Linked DNA regions of Sus scrofa: region 2 is linked to region 1. Evidence: chromatin contacts called from public HiChIP or PLAC-seq data. All regions are on one chromosome and are shown on one strand. Each heading gives the region's core, a stretch centred on a gene start, on an enhancer-like site or on the middle of the called end of the contact. The rest is flanking DNA. Distances are from core to core; before and after follow the strand shown.

Region 1 (3,817 bases), core at 469-2,968:
TGTCTAGGTATATGCCCAGGAGTAGGATTGCTGGACCACCGGTGGGAATGTAAATTGGTACAACCACTATAGAAAACAGTATGGAGTTTCCTCAGAAAACTAAATATAGAACTTGTCCCTGTTTTAAACCATGCTGGCATTTACTTATCTCTTGCTCCCAGTGATTTAAAGTGACACCTCAATCATCTATCTCAGTCAATTTGTCTTTGAGTAAAAGAGTCCCAAGACCATGCAGTCTTGTCTTCCAGGATCCCAAATGAACCTCTGAGGACTTGGTGGCTGTTTATGGAGAAGTCACTGGACACTCACTAAGCAGCATGGGACTCAGTGCAAGAAGGATGCATCAGGAGGCCAAGTTAGCTTTTCAGCCAGTGGCTCTTGACCTTGGGCAAGTCACTCCATTCTCCACTTCCACCTCTAAAAATGAGGAGCTGAATCAAGTGACCTGTGGTGTTCTTTCCAACAACAATCTTAAGAAAAGCCATGAACTTCTGGGGAGGTGGAAAACTGTGGCCCCAGAGTCCAGATGAGTTGGTTGGAATTCTGCCTTGCTGCTTGCTTGTGACCACATTCTGGTTCTTCAGGCTCTCCACACCTGGTACTTCCCAGCTCACACCTGTTGCCTAGATACTATAAGTTACTGTCTCACAGGGCCTGCGGTGGGGTCAAGGCTATCAGTATTTACAGCCAGAATGTGTCTGTGCTCAATCAACACAAAACAAAAAAGGTGGCCTCAAACCCACTGTCAGTCTCCCTGGGAAGCGAGGCTGGTACATACAAGATTATTAACCACACGGTACTAACTATAAAGTAACAGTCCAGAAAAGGGCTAGATGACGCCATGGAGTTTCAGGCAGCCAAGTTTAGGGCTAGGACTGTTGGTTGGGAGAAATCATACGTGAATTGCTCCTTGTCTGCTTCTTTCCTTTCTCCCCTCTGACTCTCCCAAGTTTATTTTGCTTTGGAAACCAGGCTTCCCCAGGGGAGCTGACCAAGGGCAGACCCACAGCCTCTTCCTGTCTCTGAATCTCTGAGCCTCAGCCTGGGGGGTCCTGTTGGCCCTGCAGCATTGCCAGCATTTCTGGGTGCCCTTTTTAAGTCCTTCCCCTGCCCCCACATGATCTCTAGGCTTTGTGCTGCTTCTGAGCCTCCTGCTTTTGCCCTCCCTTCCCTCCTTCTCTGCTCTGTTCAGAGGGATACCTCTCCAACCCTTTTGTACATAAAGCCACAGAAACAGGAGGGTTTGATTTCTGCACGGCTTGGACCTCAATCCCTAGAGGTCTAGAACCACTAGAGACCATAGCTCTTCACACAGTCCATGTTTGGAGGTGTTGCTTAGGTCTGAGGGGCTGAACCATGGAACTGACTTCTACCCAGAGATGGATTTAGTTGCAGGGATGCAAGTGCTGGGCTCCTCAGAGTGTAACTGCAGGAGTCTGCTGCACTTGTACACCTGGGGCACTTCCACTTGCTCTGTTAGCGTGTTTAAAGCATCATATAACTCGTCGCATGCAAAGTGCTTCATTCTCCTCAGACCAATTAGGAGGACTGAACATTCCCTAAAAAGCAAACTGGAATCACATGGTTTACATCAAGGGGCAAATGCCAACCCAAGGGCCAAATCCAATGCCACTTTCTGCAAACATTTCGCTGGGCTGTGCTCATTCACTCATGCATTGTCCACCCACAGCTACTTTCACAACTGCATGGCATGGTTCCATCCAGGCTGAGACATGCCTTAGTCCCACTTCCTCAGTGGCCTCCGTGGTCCATATTGGAGAGCTCTCTGAGCAATACTGTTTTCGTTTGGAGTTTCCCCTCCCACCTCCCTCCTCTGCCAGCACCAGGCTTTTTCCCTCCACCTTTGGGCCAGGCTCCTTCTTCCCCCTCCCCCTGCCACAGAGCCTGGGCTCATTCTACCCTTATTCTTGAGTACCCTTCTCTCCCGTTCCAGCTGGCCAACTCCTACTCCTGTTTTGATTTCATCCCCATGGGCACTTCTAGGAATCTAACCACCCCCCACCACCACTTCTCAGCCTTCCTTAAGTCAAAATCTGCATTTTAATCTTCCCCTTATATTATATGATATAGCCTAGATGTAGTTTTACATCGAATTAATAATAGCTAGCTCTCATTTTACACTGAATTGCATGATTGACTTGACATCTCTTCTCTCCCCAAAGACAGTGAGCACCTGAAAGACAGATACTATTTTTGTTTGCCTAGCATAGTGGTTGGTCAATAGTAGGTGCTCAATACATATTTCATGGAAGAAATGGATAGAGGGAGGAAAGGGCAGGAGAGAGGGAAGAAAGGGTGGATGGACAGATAACAGTTGTAGCATGTTCAGTCTAAGATGCTTTAACATAGGCACTAGACTGATGGGTTGAACACTGCAAATTTTCCATTAACAAAAAGTGAGGGAAACATAGGCATTTGACGATGGGATTGTTGAAGTCAATACCTTGGCCATCACCATGCTGTTTTTACATTCATCCCAGGGACACTCTATTTTTATGAGAATGTAATAATAACAAGTGTGGTGTGTGTCTCTTAACTACCACAAATATTTCTCAAATGCAAACTTGTGGCTTCTGATTCATCCATGTTGTGAGGGAGGAAAATCCAAGCTGTCACAGGCGTATGAAAAGCCCTGCATTCTTCTTCACGGCACTTCTACATGACTAATGTCATCAAACGACCACAGAAACTAAGGCATCGGTCACAGGAAAAGAAAAATGGTGTTGTCCTGGTTGTATTTGTCACAAAGCCTTGGTGTGGGTGGATGTGCATTTGCATGCTAAGGATCCCTAGAATGAACGGCCTTATAGGATTCAATCATGTTCAAGGAATCGAGCCCTTACTTAAAAAAAAAAAAAAAAAAAAAAAAAAGACAGCACCCTATAGCAATCAACTGACTCCAAAGTATTGAGTCTTTTACTAAATGCCTAGGAAGCTAGGATGCTTGGGTTGACCCCTAACACATTTAAGTGCATTCTCTTCAACAGTTATCTTAGAAAGAATAGAAGAAAGTATTTTTACTTGAGTGACATTGCCCTTACTCTAAGTATCTGTAACTCCTCTTTGGGACTCCCTTCAAGGCCAAGAGTCTATTATTAAACAGATGCTTAGTCTTTGAGGGTAAATTTGATTTTTTGAAAACCCAGTGTTATGAAGAATCAAATCTGGTGAATAAAATGAGGCATCAAGCTAAGTAATAATATTTTGTCCGAAAATGAGATTCAAGTCCAAATGATGCTGGTTTTTTCCTTTTCTTTTCATTCCTTTTTTTTTTTTTCTTTTCTTTTTCTTTTTTTTCAGGCCACACCTATGGCATATGGAAGTTCCCAGCTAGGGGTCGCATTGGAGCTGCAGCTGCCCTCCTACGCCACAGACACAGCAATGCCAGATGGCAGCCACATCTGAGACCTCCCTACACCACATTCATGGCAACACCAGATCTTCACTCACTGAGCGAAGCCAGAGCTGGAACCCACGTCCTAATGGATATTAGTCAGGTTCGTAACCCACTGAGTCACAACAGGAACTGTGGATACAGGTTTTCTTATGTGGTGAGAAAAAAGGCTCTTAAGAGCCAACTGGTTTTCTGTGAGAAGTTCCAGAAATATTTCGAGAAATGGAAAACATTCATAGCTTCATCAGATGACAAGGCTTACAAGTTTGATATGTTTGTTTTAAAACTCAAATCTCATTTCTTTAGAGATTTTGAACTGGCCATCCCCCAGGGCCAGCCTTGGCCAGCAAGATGTATTTTGTTTGGATAACACGGAGGTTTATTCAAAAATGGAGTCAGGAT
Region 2 (3,817 bases), core at 369-2,868, 260 kb before region 1:
AAATAAAGAAATGTGCTCAATGAAATCTCCTTAAAGTCCATAGAATCATCTTCATTTTAGGGGAAGTGGGAGCAAAGCTGTGGCGATGGTGGGTACGATGCTAGGCACTCTCTGAGGTATGTGGTTTGAAATGATTTCCTAGAAAGAAATGGCTACAATTTAACTCTCCTAGTCTATTGACTGAAATGTATTTTGAAGATAATATGGGGTTACCAAGCCCCCCAGAGTACACAGAAATACGTTCTCAATGAATATTTACATAATAAGTACTTCCATGAAAACTAAGTACATTAATTTCTTTTCTTTCTTTTTTTTTTTAATGGCTGTGCCTGAGGCATGGGGAAGTTCCCAGACCAGAAATTGAACCTCTATCACAGCAGTGATCTGAGCTACGGCCATAACAACACTGGGTCCTTAGCCACTAGGCCATCAGGGAACTCCCTTTTCTTTTTAGATTATGTGCAATCCAGAACATACCTGAAGGTTGAAAGCCATAGGCCAGGGCATCTCAGGCTCTATTTAAACTGCATCTTTCTTGTTCTGTTGCTATTGCTTTGGAGTTTGGTCTTTCTCTTTGAACAATATGAGGCTAATTCTCCCAGGGCTTAAATCTCTCCTCCATCATCAGTTGGGTGCTCACAAAGGAGTATTCATTATTCAGGTTATGGGTATGAGATTTACTGCCTGTCATAACACACAGTTTTGGTGATGACAGAGTTTTAAGATTTCGTAAAATTTGTAAAAACCTGCACGCACAGAATATGGAAGTTCCTGGGCCAAGGATGGAATTTGAGCCTCAGCTGCAACCTGTGCCACAGCTGTGGCAACATCATATCTGTAACCTGCTATACCGGGCCAGGGATCAAACCTGCAGCTCCACAGTGACCTGAGCCACTGCAATCAGATCCTTAACCCACTGTGCTGCAGCAGGAACTCCTTTAGCTAATTTCCTTTATACCTGAGGTTTCAGGGCAAATATTCCTGTGTTGTGATAAAGCTGAAGGACTCTTTGAATATGATATTATTAGTCAGTTTTATGTCAGTATTCTCATTATATTGCAAATTACAAATGTATTTTTGTTGCTATCAACGTATTGTGTCAAAACAATAACAAACGGAGTTTCCGTCGTGGCGCAGTGGTTAACGAATCTGACTAGGAACCAGGAGGTTTAGGGTTCGATCCCTGGCCTTGCTCAGTGGGTTAAGGATCCGGCATTACTGTGAGCTGTGGTGTAGGTTGCAGACACGGCTCGGATCATGCATTGCTGTGGCTCTGGCGTAGGCTGGCAGCTGTAGCTCTGATTCGACCCCTAGCCTGGGAACCTCCATGTGCCTCAGGTGCGACCCTAGAAAAGGCAAAAAGACCAAAAAAAAAAAAAAAAAAAAAAAAAAACCAAACAACAATAAATGTAAATATTTTTCCAGGAAAAAAGAGAGATTTACTGCCTGTGAGAGAAGGAGGAGGATACTTGACTCAGTCAATTTTACCATTTATTAAAGGTCAGATGGAGGAAATATAAAGTAATAGCTAAATTATGAGCAGCCAAAGCAGGAATGAGAACCCTCCACAGTGGCTAAAAGGGTTGGAAATGTTTAACTCACTGAGGCAATGAGATTTCAGTTGGGGAGAAAGAAGTTCCTCTTTTTAATGCTCAAAGCCATTAAACATAAACGACAGGCCATAATTTCAGTCTTCTCTCAAAGTCACAAGATCTTGAGCCTGTGAAGCCTGCTGACCAAAGCTCACAAGCCATCAACCAAACTCAGCTGCTTCCTCTTCCAGGTACAAAACATAAAATAAAATAAAATAACCCTGAAATAATTTGTCTGGCAGGTATTATCAGCCCAGAATGACCAGTGTCATTTCGCCTCAGAGTGTTTTCTTTTACGTTGCTGCATTTCTTTAGAGCCTCGATGTTCAGATGTGGTCCCTGGGCCAGCCCCACGGACAGCCCTGATGCTTGTCGGAAATGCAGAGTCTCAGGTCCCAAGCTAGACGTGTTGGACCAGTATCTGCCTTGACAAGATGCCCCAGTCTCAGCCAAGCTCTGCCGTAAAATAATGAAGCAGTGACTGAATGGCTGCTGCCATCCTGACTCTGAAGAGTTCACTTAGCTTCCACATGGGCCCAGCTTTTCTCCGTAGAAGATGTCCTTACCAGGAAACTTGACCTTCTGGCTTAGAGATGTGTGAGCCCAGAAAGCTCCTCTCCACCCAGACTTCCTGTCCCTCCCCACCCCCGCTTTCATCCAAATAGAGTGTCGTCCAATAAAGCCTAAGCACACAGTTAACTGAGATTTGCCAGCTTGTGACACCAAAACACTGAATCTCACAATTTGTATTAGTTTCATCCTCTTTCTCCCCAAAACTATTTCTAGAATGACAAGCAAATCAGAAATGAGATGGATTCACAATTTGCCACCTTTGCGCCTTTATTCCCCTAGTATTGGATGTTCACTAATGGCCAAATGAATAAAAGCTCTGAAAGAGGAGTTCCCATCGTGGCTCAGCGGGTTAAGGACCCAACGTTGTCTCTGTGAGAATACAGGGTTGATCCCTGACCTCATTCAGTGGGTTAAGGATCCTACGTTGCTGCGGCTGTGGCATAGGCCTGCTGCTGCAGCTCTGATTCAACCCCTAGCCCGGGAACTTCCTTATGAGGCAGGTGCAGCTGTTGCAAAAATCAAACAAACCAACAAAACTCTACTCTGAAAGAGAGTGACTAGTAAACCTAGATAGACTACAAAATGGTTACTGAGTGAGAGAAAGACAGTTAAACACATTTATGACTCTCATGTACAAAACTATATCTCATAGTTCCACAAAGTGTAGAGGAACCCAGCTCTCTTGGAAGACAGGTTCTATCCAGTGCCAACCAAAGCCGATTCTGATAAGCAATGCCTTCTGATAAGCAATGCCTTCTGATAAGCTTCAAAAATTCTTTTAACGTATTTTTCAGTGACTTGCTCTGAGTCTACAAGATCCCTATCCTTGCTTTCTCAATGACTTGTGTGAGAAGATAATACTTTGCAGAGAAATTCAGTGAAGCGACCGATAAAGTGCTTTAAAAATACATTTCAGAGAGTGGAGTGAGGATAGTGATGTCAAAACAGTATCCACTCATTCTCCAGCCTCCCGAAGCCAGCCCTGGGCCCAGCACAGCCATTCTCCTTCAGACAGAGTGGAATAGTGAGGGTCAACCCAATGTGTTTCATTGACTCTTAGAATTCAGTTCTCTTCTCCACCTGTTAATAAAATATCCTCTTGGAGGGAAGCCAGAATTCTCTCAGGCAGTTTAGACTTTCTGAAATAGAGGGCAGTTGGAAAGAGGAGGTAGTACAGGAATATAGAAGTAAAAAATTAACTTTAGGGGTCAAAATTCTTATCTAAACAGATTGACTGGTTTGATTATTTTTTCAAGTATTGTGTTCATACCAGTGTTTAAATGGAATCATAAGTAATGATTTAACTGAAGTCATGCTGCATGAACTCGGCAATTCAAGAAAAAAAAATCATTTTTTGTTTAAAAATTTTTTTAATTTACATTTTTAATTTTTTATTATAGTTGGTTTATGTGTCAGTCTCTGCTGTACAGCCAAGTGACCTCTCTTGGGTATATACAAGTGACAATCTTGTATGTATATACACGTACATATATATACACACACATTCTTATTCTCACACTATCCTCCTCCATCATATTCCGTCATAAGTGACTAGATGTAGTTCCCTGTGCTCTACAGCAGGATCTCATTGCTTATCCACTCCAAATGCAGTAGTTTGCATCTGTTTATTTCATTGAGGTGGAGTTGATTTA

The links. HiChIP or PLAC-seq counts read pairs in DNA pulled down with a chosen protein or histone mark.
Region 2: an H3K27ac HiChIP or PLAC-seq map of alveolar macrophages shows a contact between it and region 1. The contact joins two enhancer-like sites. A contact is called at or near these places in 2 of 2 datasets of contacts at active chromatin or transcription factors (alveolar macrophages and skeletal muscle).

The regions. Positions count from the first base shown.
Region 1 is chr13:11,063,897-11,067,713 of Sscrofa11.1, reverse strand. All of the region lies in intron 2 of THRB (thyroid hormone receptor beta), which reads left to right. Among named protein-coding and RNA genes, the nearest start is that of THRB, 290 kb to the left of the region's middle. Within about 2 kb of position 1,718, at least 6 of the 83 cell types and tissues checked have an H3K27ac peak or open chromatin away from gene starts, as enhancers often do. A contact at or near this core is called in alveolar macrophages, where this site is marked.
Region 2 is chr13:11,324,137-11,327,953 of Sscrofa11.1, reverse strand. The region is part of intron 1 of THRB (thyroid hormone receptor beta); the gene reads left to right. Among named protein-coding and RNA genes, the nearest start is that of THRB, 35 kb to the left of the region's middle. Within about 2 kb of position 1,618, at least 7 of the 83 cell types and tissues checked have an H3K27ac peak or open chromatin away from gene starts, as enhancers often do. A contact at or near this core is called in alveolar macrophages, where this site is marked.